Linked DNA regions of Mus musculus: region 2 is linked to region 1. Evidence: chromatin contacts called from public HiChIP or PLAC-seq data. All regions are on one chromosome and are shown on one strand. Each heading gives the region's core, a stretch centred on a gene start, on an enhancer-like site or on the middle of the called end of the contact. The rest is flanking DNA. Distances are from core to core; before and after follow the strand shown. Region 1 holds the start of Mxi1 (MAX interactor 1, dimerization protein). Region 2 holds the start of Tcf7l2 (transcription factor 7 like 2, T cell specific, HMG box).

Region 1 (7,912 bases), core at 1,488-3,987:
TTCAGAGTCTGAGGGTTCTTAGAGAAATAAGGAGAAAAGTCAGTAATCATGCTGGCAATGGAATATGAGCATTGAGCTCACAGGTCTTCAGAAGGTCCTGGCTTTTCTCTGGCCAAAGGGTGCAGCGTTCAACCACGCAAAATCTGTTATAAGATGAAAAAAGCAACCAAAGAATATGTGGACAATGGCTATATTCTGATCCGAAATGTGAATGCATTTATTTCAAAATGCCAGATATTGCTTGTTCCTGTCATAGAAGCCGGTTAGTACATATTTAAGTCTTCCCCCTCCCCTCCCCCAAGTGTGTGTATGTGCAGTACACATGCATTTGTGATATAGACACACGCCATGCTTGTTTTGTGTGTATGTGTGTGTGTATGTGTGTGTGTGTGTGTTTGTTGTTGGTTTGTTTGTTTTGAGCGTTTAAAGACAGGGTTTCTCTTGTGTAGCCCTAATTGTCCTGGAATTCGCTCTGTAGACCAGGCTGGCCTTAAACTCAGAGATCTGTTGCCTTTGCCTACCAAGTGCTGGGACTAAAGTTGTGTGCCACCACCACCTGGCAACATATGCATTACTTGTGCTATGGCACACTTGTGTGAGAAATCTCTCCCCTTCCATTGTGTGGACTCCAAGGGCGGAAGTTAGGTCATCAGGCTTGGCTGCAAGTGACTCTACCTGCTGAACCATGTCACCTGAGCATATATCTTTTTAAAAGATTTATTTCATTTTATGTATATGTTGAATGTGTAGTTGAATGTATATGTGTCCACCATATGTGTGCCAGTGCCTATGGAGGCAGTGTTGGATCCCTTGAAACTGAAGTTACATGAGTTGTCTGATGAGGATGCTAAGCTGAACGTGGGCCTTTTGCAAGAACAGCAAGTGCTCTGAGCTGCTGGGCTATCTCTCTAGCCCATGGCCTATATTTTTAATTTATTTATGAACTTTTAAAAATCTATTTGGGTGTTTTGCCTGCATGCATGTCTGTCTTTACACCACATGTGCCTAGTGTCTGCAGAGGTTAGAAAGGGGTGTCTGGTCCCCTGGAACTTCAGTTACAGACGGTTGTGAGCTGGGAATTGAAGCTGGGTCCTCTGGAAGAACAACCAGTGCCCTTAGCCTCTGAGCTACCTCTTCCCCTATTTATGTTTAAACGTGTGCATGTGTTCCTGGGATGAACTCAGGGCTTTGTGCACGCTGGGCAGGTAAGCTGCCCTACCACTCTGTTATATTCACAGCCTAGTTTTATAATATTTTTGAAAGCACACAAAGGCCTTCTTGCAGGTCTATGTGTGTGTGGGGGGGGGAGTGGGGGGTATACACATGAGCTGTAAATGTTAAAGAGCATTTTGCAAAGAAAATATTCTTTGTTAACAAAGTTTCCATTTTCAGTCTTTGTGACAAAAGTATAGGGAAGTGTCTCTGGGCTGGTGAGGACAGGGGGCAGCACAAGTCCAGGTCCCCTTACGAGGTCAGTCTGGGTAGATTCCTTTTAGAACTGTTTTCCAGTGAAGTGCAGAAAAGTCTTGTTTACCTCATTCATTCTGACTTAGATTCAAGTTACAGCAGCAAAGGGGACCTAGGTTCCAACTGAGAAAGTTCTCACAGAGGGGCTGCCATTGTAGCCCAGTGTGAGAACACTTGCCCAGCAGGCACAAAGCTTTGATCTTCAGGAACAAAACAAAACAAAAATTCTTAGTATGTGCCCAAGATGTTCTAGGTGTAGTTTTGACTTAGTTCACGAAAGCATCTTCTCAGAGGTTTCAGGGATGTGCAAATTTTGACCAGGAAGGGTTAGAGGATTTGATTTGTTCAGTCTGCTTGAGTAGGCCGAGAACTCCAAGCCTTCTTTACCAGGCTATCCAGGTGTCTCCCACACTCTGGTCAGGCAGGCCTGGTGGCTCCCAGTGGCAGCAGTGAAACTGTTGGAGGGAGTAGGGGATAAAGACTCCAGGTGTGGGAGTGGGGAGTGAGGGAAGGAGGGAAGAAGAGGTTCCTAGGTTGCCACTTCTATCTAGGGGGCACTCTGTCAAGTGAAAGGGCAGGCAGTTGTAGTGACGCCCTGCTGTGAGCTTTGCACAGCTGGACTGAGTGAGTGTGGAGAGATGCTCACATCTCCTCCCGCTTCCTGGAAAATAACTTTGCATTTGAAGGGTTGCAAAGGAGTCGGTAAATCTGAACCCGGACAGGGTAGCCTGGAGACTTCCTCTGCTTGTGTGAAGGTACACACAGGTGTGTGTGTGTGTGTGTGTGTGTGTGTGTTCGAGCGTGTGAGGGGTCATGTGTAAAATGTTTGTGTTGGGAGGAGTTTCTAGTTACATGTGATGTTTCTATTCTTCCCGTCAGAATTGGGCTTTTATTGTTTGATTTTGAAATAAGGTCTTTTTTATTTTTTTAAAAAATGCCTAGCAGCTATCATTTATTGGGGACCTCCTATGTGCCAGGCATTGTGCTGAATTTATTTTTCTGTAAAGAAAAATTGTTTTTATCCAGGTCCACCTAGAGACATCCGAGGGTTTTTTTTTTTTTTTTTCCCATTCTTATTAAAGCACAGTGCTGTCTACGCAGCTAGGATTTGCGGAGAGGCGGGGAAGGGTGCTGGATAGGCAGGGGGCGGGCCCTGCCTCCCTAGCCGCCACCATTTATTTTGACCGGTCAGATGGCATCGGGCTCGCACTAGGACCCAGGCGCCACAGCGCCTCCGTCCGTCCTGTAGGTTCATTCAATCTCCCATACACACAGACCCACACAGCGAGAGCGACACACACTCACACTCACAACCGCACGCAGCGAGGCTCGGGAAGTCAGTCAGGCCGGCTCCTTGCCCCGGTGCCTCGGTGACTCCAGCAGGCCGGGTCTCCCAGAGGCCCTGCAGCTCGGCCGGCCGCGCAGCCCCGGACAAGGAGCAGCTCCGCGGACCCCCGTGCCTCCATGGGCAAACGCGGGCGGCCGCGCAAGGAGGCGCGCTGCGAGGGCGCGGGGCTGGTCCCCGTCGCGCCCCCGGCCATGCCCCCGGCCGCGGCCGCGCCCCAGCCCCCGGCGCAGCCGGAGGAGCCGGCGGGGGCCAAGCCCCGGTGCCCCTTCTCGGACATTTTCAACACCAGCGAGAACTCGATGGAGAAGCACATCAACACTTTTCTGCAGAACGTGCAGATTCTGCTCGAGGCAGCCAGCTACCTGGAGCAGATCGAGAAAGAAAACAAAAGTAAGTTTGGGGGCCCCGACTGCTCGCCTGCGTCCAGCTCTTTCTTTCTCACCCCCTTGTGCGACCCCTGTCGCTTACTCGGTTCGCCGCCGCCCCCCCGCAACAAACACACACACACACACACACACACACACACACACACACACACACACGTACCCTCGGCAGTAAAGCCGATGACACCGGAGAAAGGACACGCACGCACGCACAAAGCTGCTAAAGATGTAACAAAGACAGCGAAGGGGAGAGGGAGCCTGTCGGTGCCTTGGTCTGTCGGTCTCCAGCAGGCCCGGAGGACGGCCTGGCCGAGGAGTGGGGGAGTGTTGTTGTTTGCTGACAACTGGGCTGAGAGGCTGCGAGCTCGTCTCTCCGAGGTCGCCTTTCTTCCCTTTTTTTTTTTTTTTTCCTCCTTTTTCTTTCCGGAGCCTACTCCGGCAGACAAGTGTTTTGGTTTGGCTTATGGTTTTGGTTTTTTTTTTTTTGTTTTGTTTTGTTTTTATTTTTTTGTTTTGTTTTGTTTCTGTTTTTGTCGCTCGTTCCAGGGTTGGGTGGGGATGAGAAGCTGAAAGTTGGAAACCGTTTGCAGAGCTCAGGGCTTCCAGAAAGAAAACACAGACACACATTACAACAATAACAACCGCCACCACCGAACAGCTCTCCGCGCCGTGGACTCCGGCTCTTCTTCCTGCCTACTTCGTTTCTCCTTCCTTCCACAGCAGGACTAGGCTCAGGCCATCGTGTCCACAGACACAGTTCCCCTGTGCCTCCTTGCCTCTGGGATGCCACGGCCTCTGGTCCCCTCAAAGAAACAGGCCAGAGGAACCAGGCAGCGCCGGCAGCCCTCCCTGGACCTGCGGTCCTGCGCGCGCTGGGGTAGGGAGGGGGGGACTTGGCGAGGGGGACGTGGCTAAAAGCAAACTTTAGGATTCCGCAGAAACAATAGTTGGGGGAAAAGGTGTGGGCGGTTGTGTCCATTTTCTTTATTTTCAGAGACGCACAGGACGAGCAAGGCAAACGCCTTACAGGGTTCCGTCCACCCCCACCCCCCCCGCACTCCCCCCCAGGTGGAGACCGATGCTAGGAACCCCACCCGGGCCTGGGCTTCCTCTCTGTATTTGTTTCATTTTTGTCCCTGCCCATTGGAACCCCCAGCTCTCGCCAGGCATTCGACTCAGCAGCACCCTAACGGGGGCAAGCGTGTGCTGCGTCTCCAGCACCATCAGAATAATAGCTGTGAGAAGGAAGATCGGGCCAAGGGAGAGAAAGACTCACGGAGAAGAGAAAAACGAGATGTGTAATCTGTCAGAACAAGTAGGAGATCAATGGGAGAGAGACCCGATTGCAACGTGTCAGGTCTTGCAAGACCCCCCCCCCCAACACACACACACACACACACACACACACACACACACACACACACACACGCCAGCCCTCAAAACACAAAAACACCTTCCCCAAATACACCCGGGCCTTTAGGGTTAAAGTAACCGAGTATCGCCAGCGCAATTTGTGGGGACGGGGTAGGACCAAAACAAGGATTTCTGTTGGGAGGTCTGTGGTGCGATCTTTTCTTTCTCTGTCGCCTCTTTGCTCCGAGTGCCTGCCTGGCTTGCCAGAGGCACATCGCCGTCAGGCTGTGTAGCCGAGTCGCTGAGCGATTATTCACCCGGGTGTGTGTGTGTGTGTGTGTGTGGAGGGGGTGCACTCGTCTGGAGAATAGTTTCTGAAAAGCCCAGCTAGTAGGGAGCTGGGTGAAGAGGTGGTTTTGTTTGGTGTGTTTGCTTTTGTTGCAGGGGGAGGGGCGCGATTTCTGTAGTCGTCCCCCTCCCGGATCCCCTCTGTCGCTGGAGTCTGTCCCGTGGCGCCGACTCCGACCCGGGGGGGGGGGTGCACCCAAAGAGGGCACCTTGGCAATATTCAGCGAACCTCATCCCCCACCCCCACCCCCGCAACGAGGAATATTAAGGAGGTAGCCAGAGATTCCCTAGCCTCTCGTGTTTCCCCCCCCACACACACACACTTCATACCCGCAGACAATCGGAGACCTACCCCCCACATACCCCCCCCCCCGCGCCCTGGCCGCCTCCACCTCCTTGTTTACCCCGTGTCGGGGCTCCGGCGTGGCCACTAGTCACGTAAGCAGAGAGCCGGGCGCGCCCGGCTGGGCTGCCCCGCGCGGGGCGGGCCCGTGGTGGCCGAGCCAAGGTTCCAGAGGCCGGTGCAGTTAAGGGGCTTCCTCTCGGACCCTCTCCCTGGGTGTCCTCTCTGCAAGACGGCCGGCCATGGAGAGGGGCTCGAGAGCCTCTGCACCCCAGTCAAAGTCAACTTCATGTGCGTAATCAGCCCCTCGGCCCGCAGCCCCCCTCCTCCGACCGGCTCCCCGCGGGAGTATTTTTAGCACTCTCGCGTCTTTTCGCCGCTGCTGTTTGGCTCGAAATGACGTGATGCCAACAGCCCCCAGATTTCCCCGAGAGCGTGGGGCGCTGCGCCGTGCCTGGCTCGGCTGCAGCGATTCGGCTGCAGGCCCTCGCTCCCTCCGCGACAGCTCACGCAGGCGAGGGTGACCCTCCCGCAAACTCCAGGAGACCACTCGTCGGACCCCCAGATTGTCCACCCTTGCTAACAGAAGCGGCTCACTCTGGCCACTTTATTCGCCCCCCACGCTCTTCCTCCCTCGAGCGGACTGGGTCCCCCCAGTACGGCAAACGCCGGGCCCTACATCTGTCTTGCTTTATTGGGGGCGCTTCTCCGCGCAGCGGGCGCTCGCCGTTGTTTTCTGCTCGCTGCACACAATGCCCGCGCGTCACGGCGGTCCGCGTGTGCACAGCAATAACGCGAGTCGGGGGGCGGGTCGTGCGTGCGCCGGGCTCGGGCACTGCGGGTCGCTCCGCGCGCGCGGGGCTTGTTTTGCTCCAGAGCTCTGCTTTCCGAAACGCTTACATCATTCAGTTGTTGGGGGGTGGTTAGATCTGGGCGTTCCGATAGGATTCCAGCATTTCCCTGCCCCAGGCTTTTTGGAGGAAGTAAAAACCCTCCTCCCCACCTATGCTTTGTAGTTATTATGATGGGGGTGGGTGTCCAAGGTTTTGTTGTTGTTGTTTTTGTTGTGCGAGTCTTTTTTTATTTTTTTTATTTTAGGTCACTACTGCAAAGGGTATGGCTGGCTGATTCAGGTGCACAACCTCCCCGCCTTCATTTCAGCGAGTTCCCCTGTAATCACTTGATCTCAGTTTCTCCGCCTCCTCCTCCTCCCCCTCCCAGCGCTAGACACATGGTTTCCACATGGAGACAAACTTCTTTCCTCCGACTGGACTTGACCTAGCTGTATCGTCCAGCCAATCGGCAGCATCCGCCTCTCGTGACGTCACGCGTTGCTGAGGCCCGAGGCTGGGGGGCGGAGCCAGGACGTGAGCCAGGAAATCACTAGGCGCTGTAGTGCAGCCAGCTGGTCCAGTCTTTTCTTAAAGGGGCTCTCTTCTCTTAGACAAGTGCCTGCCCTTTCGACTCCATTTCGGGTTCGCTGAGCTGTGTTTTGAGGTGCGTCGGTAGCGTCTGGTCACGCGTTCACACGTTTGGTTTTCAGTGTTTGCAAAGTACTCAACTTGGCCGGAGCTTGGCTTATTTTCCACTGCAGCCAGAACTCCTTTTTATTGCCTCTTTGAGGTTTCCGTACTGGGAGTGTTCACCAAGTTTTGGCCGCAGTGATGAATTATTTCCATTAGATGGGGTGATTTTTCGTGAGGGAGGAGTTCAAATACTCAGTGTTGACCCTGTAGTACATCCGAGGGAAGAAATTCCTGAGGGTAATATAGGTACAGTCTCCCGAAATGTCACCTGGTGTGAATCTGTGGATCTCAAAAGCTTCCAGAAGTATTTATCATGTAGGCAGTGGCCCTGTTATCACAGACTTGGAAATAGCCTGTGACATCATCACCTATATGCATGTCTTCGCGGTTAAGAGTGCACGCTCTTCTTACAGAAGGGCCTGAGTTGCGTTCTCAGTACCCACGTTGGGTATCTCACAGCCACCTGTAACTCAAGCTTCAAGGACCTCCGGCCTCCACGGGGCTTTCTACAGATGTACACATAACATGCACATTTAAGTCCTAAAAACAAGTAAGCCCCCTCAGAGTGGAAAAAGTTAAGGTCTAGAGGGGAAAGATGGCTTTCAGCATTTGGGGCAGGTCTTTGGAGGTGGCATCAGACAGGGAAAGTGACAAGGTGGGGATAGAAGCCACAGTTTACTTTCTGGTGTAGACTGCCTGGGTTGGAGGTAGGGTGTGTTCCTAGGGGAATGGGTAGGCCCTGAAACAGCTTCTTCCTGTTGGTGTAGGAAGCTGGTGCTGGAAGTTGCTGCTGCGTGGTGTCATTTGGCCCCACCCTGCCTTCCTGACTTAACCTCCTCTGCCTGGACATGAAACCTCAACTCCAGTCCAGCAGGTCCACCAGCTATCAGGCTTCACAGTCATGCCCCTGTGTTTGGCTCAGTGGAGGACGCCCTCGTTCTCCTACTCCGCAGGGTTTCTGTGTCCTACCCTTCCTTCATGACGTAGGCCGGTCCCTACCCTCCTCCTTGAAGCCTATGGGCTGCTTCAGATCACTGGGTGTCAATTTGGGGGTCAGATTAGTTTCGAGAGTGTGTGATGCTTGGCAGTCAGAAGGATCAGAGGTCCAAATTCCTACTGTTGTTTGGACGCAAGTTCCTCAGCT
Region 2 (7,912 bases), core at 1,632-4,131, 2.4 Mb after region 1:
GTCTACATGGTGGGCCAATCTGGCTTTTTTTTTTTTTTTTTTTTTTTTGAGACAGGGTTTCTCTGTGCAGTCCTGGCTGTCCTGGACTCACTTTGTAGACCAGGCTGGCCTTGAACTCAGAAATCCGCCTGCCTCTGCCTCCCGAGTGCTGGGATTAAAGGCGTGTGCCACCACGCCCGGCCAATCTGGCTTTTTGTTGTGCATATATCATATCATATCATATCACATCACATCACATCACATCACATCACATCACATCACATCACATCACATCACATCACATCACATCACATCACATCACATCACATCACATTTATCTTGCTTCCTGCAGTGGCATTCCTTGCTCTCTCCTCTTTCCCTACCCATCTGGATACCACCACAGGCCACAACAGGGACTAAGAAGTCAGTGAGAACTTTCTGCTTTCTCTCCCCAGGCCTTTTTTATAGCACCAAACAATGAAATTAAATGTGGCCTATAGGCTGTCAAGGAATAACTTTTAGTTGCTTAATTAAGTTGGGAGATTTAAGGGAAGATTCAAAGGTTCCCTTTGAATGAGAAAATAAGGCTATGTCAAACTAGATGATGGCATTGGTCACTAACAAGAGCCCTTAGCATCCTGTTTGCACGTGATAAAACGCAGTATGCTCATAAGAGCGATGCTTTAACAGTTTTGACTTAGTATATTCATAAGTTTTTATTGCACAACCAGACCCCTAAGGAACACAGAAGACCCTATTATTCAACTTGATGAAGATCAGGGTTAAAGTAAAATACAAACAGAATCCAAACCCATCCTGCAGGACAAAGAATTGGTTATAAAACAGTTACTATGAAAGGGCTCTCATTTATGTCAACAAGCCCCTGAAACAGGCCTTGGCATAGTCTATATTGTGCAGAGACCAGCTTGGGTACAAGATGTATTCAGGTGGCAATTAGCAAGTGTGTAAAGCTGCCAGCTTGATTACATACCTAGCTAAACAGCTAGATGTCGGGCTAGATGTGTAGTAATCTAAAGGCATCCAGGGGAGGCCCAGGAAGGGGACAGCTCAGTCGTTTGTGCACTGATTCAAGACTGGGCTGCATTTCATGCTTCGTGTTTTTACTTGGTGTCTTGAAATATTCCCCTTTCTGTCTCTGCTCTCCCTCTTAGATACTGCGCTGTCTTATTTATTTATGAAGTCTGAAGGTTAGTCCTACCTGCTGAGACTAATTAGCCCTCTGCTTTGTGTCCCATGCAAGCCGTCCGATGAAATGTACACATTTGTTTTGCTTTTTTTTTTTTTTCCAGGCTCTTTCTCTCTCCCTCCACTTCTGGTTTTCTGATGAATATGAAAGTTGGGAGGTGGGACTGTGATTCTCACCCGCCTCGCCCACCCCATCCTTATTTTGTCTGCATCTTTCCCTTTAGTGTGCAAATGTGCTTGGGATTTTTTTTTTTCCCAGTGCAGGGGAATTCGTTAGCCTTGTGAATCTCAGGATCGTTGTTTTCCGTTGTCTTCTTTCTGAGGCCTTAGCCTGTAGAACAGTTTTGTTGAAACCCCAAATTCTCTAAATATTACACAGTAAATTGGTTACTTTTGGAAATCTACAACAGATGAGCTTATTAAAGGGGAGGGTGGGTTAATTTAATACGTGGTGGACCTCAGGATAACATCACACCTAATGGCAGTTGCCAGTCCCCACTGACTCATTCTTTCTGATTTCTTTTTTCTTTGCTTCCTCTTGCCCGTTGGACGTCCCAGTCCACTTCTCATTGGTTATCTGCAAGGGAAAGGCTCTTCTGAGTCTACCAGACAGAAACACGGTTTGGGGATCCACCTTTCTCCTTTAACATAATTTTCTCCACCACCTCATAGCAAATCGGTTTGCCCTCACTGGAGCCTAATAACCAACAAACACCCATCTCAACTCCCAGGCTGCCCACCTCTTCCCAAGGGCTTCTGGGCCAGCTTTGGTGACTTTCTCCTGTCAGGGCCCTCAGCATCTAGAGCCTTAGGGCATTTCATCTCAGTCCCCTTTGGAGAAAAACTCCAGCTCTACTCATCCCCAGGGCTTGGTGAACTTTCACTTTTATTTTTCCCTGCAGCTGTTAACGCCCAAACATTTCACCTCCAAAGGACTTGGATCCTACATCACTTCCTACTTCCAACGTCAGTTAAAAAAATAAAAAAAAAACCTTTACATTTTCCTTAAGGATATTTTTAATACCCCAGACAATTTGTTTTCTTGGATAAAACGCCTTCTTGGCATATTTAACCTAGTGGGACTTTACATTGAATGACATGATTCACTGTCATTAAACAAGCCAAGGGAGGGGAGCCTTACCCTCCCTGTAGATGGCCCAGCCTCTCTGCTTCCCCTGGTTCTCTCAGAGCAAGAGAGGTAAGCCTTCTTTTGGACCAGTCGTGTCTTTTCCCGCCCCAGTGCGGCCGACTTCATCGGGGACTTAACCACTGAGCACCCCGTCCTTGTGTCCCATAGTCCTCCCCTCCTGGACCCCATCTTCAGGACTTCTTGGCTAACACTTTTTCTGGGCCTCTCCCCATCCCCGCCCCCCAAGTGGGCTTTCCTTCCGCCTTCCCCGGCTCAGATTCCGGACTGGGTTGCCACCCCCTTCCCCTCCTCTCCCGGTCCGCATTGTCTTTCGGAACCCGCCCCCTCCAGGAGCGAGGCCCGCACCGTCCGGGCGCCCGGCTCGCACGCTGAGCACAGGCCGCACCCCGCGCGCCTCCCGCGGCCCCGGCCCGCCCCGCTCCCTCTCCCGGCGCCCAAAGGATCATTGTTGGCCGCCCCCGCCCCGCCCACCCCGGCTGTTTATTTATGCACACGTCACCGGGGAGGCCCCGCCCCCTGGCATCTCATTAAGGCGAGTGTGTTCCTCTCGCCCTGTCAATAATCTCCGCTCCCAGACTACTCCGTTCCTCCGGATTTCGATCCCCCTTTTTCTATCTGTCAATCAGCGCCGCCTTTGAACTGAAAAGCTCAGTCTAACTTCAACTCACTCAAATCCGAGCGGCACGAGATCCTTCGGTGTCTTCGGCTTCCCCCCCCTTTGCTCTTATATCTGACTTCTTCTTGTTGTTGTTGTTGTTTTTTTTACCCCCTTTTTTATTTATTATTATTTTTTTTTTTTGCACATTGATCGGATCCTTGGGAACGAGAGAAAAAAAGAAACCCAAACTCACGCGTGCAGAAGATCTCCCCCCTTCCCCTCCCCTCCTCCCTCTTTTCCCCTCCCCAGGAGAGAAAGACCCCAAAGCAGGAAAAAAAAAAGTTAACCTTGGACTCGTCTTTTTCTTGCAGTATTTTTTTGGGGGGGACTCGCAAAACTTTTTTTTTTTTTTTTTTTTTTTTTTTGCTTTTTTTCCTCCTTCATTTTTCTTCCAAAATTGCTGCTGCTGGTGGGTGAAAAATGCCGCAGCTGAACGGCGGTGGAGGAGATGACCTAGGCGCTAACGACGAGCTGATCTCCTTCAAAGACGAAGGCGAGCAGGAGGAGAAGAACTCGGAAAACTCCTCGGCGGAAAGGGATTTAGCCGATGTCAAGTCCTCGCTGGTCAATGAATCAGAGACGAATCAAAACAGCTCCTCCGATTCCGAGGTAGGAAGAGCCCCTCGGGCTGGCGGGTGGCTCCAGCCGGTTCCAGGGCCGGGAGAGCGGGGCTGGAAGGCGAGCGAGGCGAGGCGGGTCGGGCTTGCGGGCGGCGCGGACGGTGGCCCGGGCTGCTGGCTGCGAAAACTTGTAACCGTGTTTTTCTGCACCCCTTTCTCCGCCGACCCTCCCTTCCCGCACCCCCTCGGCGCGGCTATCGCCCCTCGCCCTCCCCACCTCGCCCCTCCGGGAAGGCGGAAAGACGGCCTCCGCCTCGCTCCGAAAGTTTCCGAGATAAATCCCGGGAAAGTTTGGAAGAAGGTGAGTGCGCCCCGCGCGCCCCCAAAACCGCGCGGTTGCGTTCCCCCTCCCCGGGGTCGGCCTGGCGGGTGCCCTCGCCCCACTCCCCACCCACCCTACCCGAGTTCCCGCGCCGGCCGGGCCCCGGGGACGCGCGCGGGCCCTCGGGGGGACACTTGCTAAAAAGTTTCTCCCGCTCTCTCCCGCGCCGCGCGGCCGCCGCCGTCCCCTCCGCCGCCCCGCCATGTTAGCGGCCAAGAGGCAAGATGGAGGGCTCTTTAAGGGGCCACCGTATCCCGGCTACCCCTTCATCATGATCCCCGACCTGACGAGCCCCTACCTCCCCAACGGATCGCTCTCGCCCACCGCCCGAACCGTAAGTGCCACCGCGCTCCCCGCCCTGCCCGCCTGCCGGCCCCGCATGCCCTGCCCCTCCCCCGCCCCGCCCCTCCCCCCTCCCCTCCCCCCCTCGCGGCCCGAACTCTCCAAACTTTTTCTCTGCCTTTTGTGGACTGGGTTTGTTTGCGCTTCGCCATGTTCTGGCTTTTCTTGTGCTTGCCTCACGATTCGGGGAGCCTTTTTTTTTTTTTCCTCAGGCAGGGCTCTGTTGGGGTGCCAATCTGAACTTTTAATTTTTCTTTCTCTTTTCTTTTTTCATTTTTTTTTTTTTTGAGCTCTGATTTCCCCCTCCCCCCTCTTGCTGGTGGTGTTTGTTTCTTGTCCCTGGGAAGAGGACTGTGTGGCTCTTTCTTCTCCCTCTCTTCCTTCCCTCTTCTGTGCGTCTTGGGCTTTCCCCAGGTTAACCCCTTAGCTGCTGGCTGGGAGGCCCGGCTGGGCCGCGCGGGTTCCCGGTGCCTTTGGCTCCAGGAGCCACCGTGCTGAGCGAGCAGTCTCGGCCCTACGGAAGCGCCCGGCTCTGGCCCCAGCCAGTCATTTTAGCTTTCTAGTGGCGATCGCAGGCTCAAGGGCCTCTTGGCCCCTTCTTCCAAGGGAAGGTCACACTTGCCAGGCTTGGTCCCTTCGCAGGCCCGGGGGCCCTGGGCGTGCTTTTTCTCTGCAGACCCGGCAGGGCTTGGGTGCCCCACGCTGCTAGCTGCGAGCCGTGCGTGGTGGGGAGGCCTGTGTGGCCGGGCTTCTGGATTTGTGTGTAGTCGGGATGGCCTTTTGAGTGGACTTTTGTGTCAAGGGAAATTCGGTGCTTTCGGATGGGGTGCGGAGGCCTTCTTTATCCTGACCAGCTCACTGTGGGCCCCTGGGGCGGGGACAGAGGCTAGGGTGAGCGCTTTCAAGGAGGTGTAGGAGGTTTGGGGATGCCTCCCTTTCTGGGGATCGGCCACCCAACTTTGGGGAGTCCAGGGCAGCGGGGGGTGCCAGGCTCTCCGGGGCGCTCCCTGCGGCGCACCTCCGGCACTCACTGCAGACATTCGTTCCTGCTCGTCCCCTCCCCCGGGGCCTCTGCCCTCTTCCCTCACACTGTCCCCCTGCCTCCTCCCTTTCCCCTCTAAAAAGCCTGGATTGCGAAGCTCTAGACACACAAGGCGCGTTAGTACCCGGCTTCCCGGGGTTGTCACTTTGCACCTCTGGCCGCGGTCCCTACCTCGTGTTTACACACACTAGTTTTGTTTTTCTTTTTTTGCTTATTCAAGGTGGCTGTCTGAAATAATATGCTCACTATTGAGCAGTGCTGGGCTTGGATCAGTCAGACCTACAAGTGTTTTTAAGCATTAAAATATTAACTATCAGGTTTGACTTGTTTCCCCCCGCCCCCCAGGCTCTGGTAGAATGGCTAAAGCACGCTAGACTGGTATTTTTTTTTTTTAATGCCTAGGAAAGAAACAATCACACCCCCTCCCCAGCGCCCGTGTCTTCCGTGTCTTCCGTGGAAGCCGGGACAGAGGTACAGTCCGACCTCCTCCAGTAGGGCCCGCGCTTTCCGGAGGCTGCTAGCAGCCTCCGAAGCAGCGCCTGGTGTTTTTCTTGGTAGCTGGTGGGTCCGTGTTAGCAAACTGGACCCAGCAACATACCAAAGTAATCCTGGGGGTTCCCTCTTCCCCTCTGCCCCTTCCTTCTAGAACGCAGACCTCCTTCGTTTTATTTTAAAATCCACTTAGTCACCCGAAAGACCAACTGAATATTGAGCTTTGATGGCAGGCTTGTTGGCTTTCTTGACCCTTTTCAAACTGCATGTCTGTGACCGCTGGCGATCTTGCCACACCACAACTCCAAACTCACACAGTTATGTTGTGCTGTAATTAGGAAACAGGGAAATTGTTAAAGTCAAATAAATGATTTCCCGGTGAGACAAGGAAGGTTCCCAACCTAAGGCCCCCCCTTTGTGGGCTTTGTAGAAAGAGACAGCGTCTAGTTATTTTAATTGTGGACTTAGCGGGTGGCCCTGTGCTGTGACATCAGATTGACTCTGAGAATGCATTTCTGAAACCCAGTAGGCTGTTATGTTAGTATTTGCGTGTCAAACATCAGCAGACATATTTGTGCACGCTGCCTCGTCTTACTCTTTTCTTTCCCTTACCTGGTTAAGCAGTATGTGCTCCGAAATTGAGGTTATTTATTTAGGCTGCTGAGGGAAGCCTTGGCAAGGAGCTGAGAGGCGGGTGTATGTCCCTCTAGACGCCTTTGGACACTAGGGCCAGCTTGCAATTCCAGATTCCTTACAGCCCGGGGTGGAACCTACAGGCAAACCAGCGGTCCCAGGTCTGAAATTCTCAGGGCTTCATAGGGTCTGGTTTTGACTGTGAGTTGTAAAGACAAATTAGGAGTAAGCTCATTCGTTCTCTTCCGTTCCTGCTGGCTGGGGTGCTTTTTGCTGTTTTCTGTTACTTATGAACAGGACCGGCTAAGACTTTCTGAAATCCTGGTATCTGCTTTTCTGCTTAAGAATGTAAAGAATTAAGAATTATCATGAAATTGGCTTTTGATGAATCATCTCTAGAACAATCTTTTAATTGCTGAAGAAGTTGTAAAAGCTTGATAGTAATGATTTTTACTTTAGAAGGACATAGATTTCCTCAGAACATTAATTTATAATCTTTGATACATTAATAGAAATGGCTTATGAAGAGGATACATTCAGATAGAAAAATACATTAAGGAGAAGAAGTCTAGTTGAGCAGATGGGAAGGGTTGGAAGTGCCAATATTAGGGCTTTGCTCATGTTTGTGTTCCAGAGAATACGGTAACAGTACTGAAGTTGACAGAAGGGGTAGTTTTACTTTTATTCCCACCCCCCCAACCCCCAGCATGCAAGAAGACACAGGGCTGCAGTGGTAGGCACTGCGATGTGATAGATGTGATACGTGTGAGAGAGTTCGTTTTTAAGGGTGCTCTCTACAGCTTCATCCACCCCCATGGTTGCTTGCTTTCCGATGGAGCTGCTTGCTACCTAGGTTGAGCAGATAAGTGAGCAGCATCTTGAATTCATTTCTGAACTTGGAATGGAGCAGGAAACCAAGAGGGAGCCTATTCATCGAGGAGGTTTTATTTAGCCCGGCAACTTCTTTTTTCTGGCTTGCCCAGAAAAAAAAAAAATGGATGTTTTCACCTCACTCAAACAACATAATCCTTCCTGACACAAAAGATTGAGAGCCTGGTGCGTGAAGGGTTAATGTTGGGCCTTCCCTGTTGTCTTCCCACCCCCCACCTTCACCCCTGATTGTTTTGACAACACTTCAAAGTGTGACATTCCAAGCCCCTCTATAACAATGTAATATTACAGTAATTACACAGGTCATTACATTTTAAATAGAGAACAATAAAATGCTTATCGCCTTGAAGAAGAACAGGTGCTCCCAGCCTTCGTTAGTATTTATGCTAATTGTTTTCCTCTCCTTCAGAAATATTTATGGCAGACATGTTTAGATTTTAATCTCTGCAGCAAGTCTTCTGTGCTAATCTTCATAAGTTAGGGTTTAATGTCTGGGCTCAGCCTTCAGCCAGTAAGTCATATTTTAATGATTATAAATTTAATATACTAGTGCTTTGCCGTTTGTGGATGTTATGGC

Evidence for each region. HiChIP or PLAC-seq counts read pairs in DNA pulled down with a chosen protein or histone mark.
Region 2: a contact with region 1 is called in an H3K4me3 HiChIP or PLAC-seq map of embryonic stem cells, with 7 read pairs. The contact joins the promoter of Tcf7l2 here to the promoter of Mxi1 in region 1. A contact is called at or near these places in 1 of 39 promoter capture datasets (pre-B cells), 1 of 115 datasets of contacts at active chromatin or transcription factors (embryonic stem cells) and 1 of 9 other capture datasets (embryonic stem cells).

The regions. Positions count from the first base shown.
Region 1 is chr19:53,307,769-53,315,680 of GRCm38.p6, forward strand. Mxi1 (MAX interactor 1, dimerization protein) reads left to right here and starts at 2,738. Exons shown (of 6, transcript NM_001008542.3): 1 at 2,738-3,205. The coding sequence starts at 2,932. Gm30541 (a long non-coding RNA gene) reads right to left here. Exons shown (of 3, transcript XR_003952895.1): 2 at 5,304-7,912.
Region 2 is chr19:55,738,929-55,746,840 of GRCm38.p6, forward strand. It overlaps Tcf7l2 (transcription factor 7 like 2, T cell specific, HMG box), which reads left to right and starts at 2,882. Exons shown (of 15, transcript NM_001331146.1): 1 at 2,882-3,602; 2 at 3,848-3,914; 3 at 4,145-4,269. The coding sequence starts at 3,414. It overlaps Gm31734 (predicted gene, 31734), which reads right to left and starts at 4,275. Exons shown (of 3, transcript NR_168128.1): 1 at 4,234-4,275; 2 at 3,281-3,664; 3 at 677-1,762.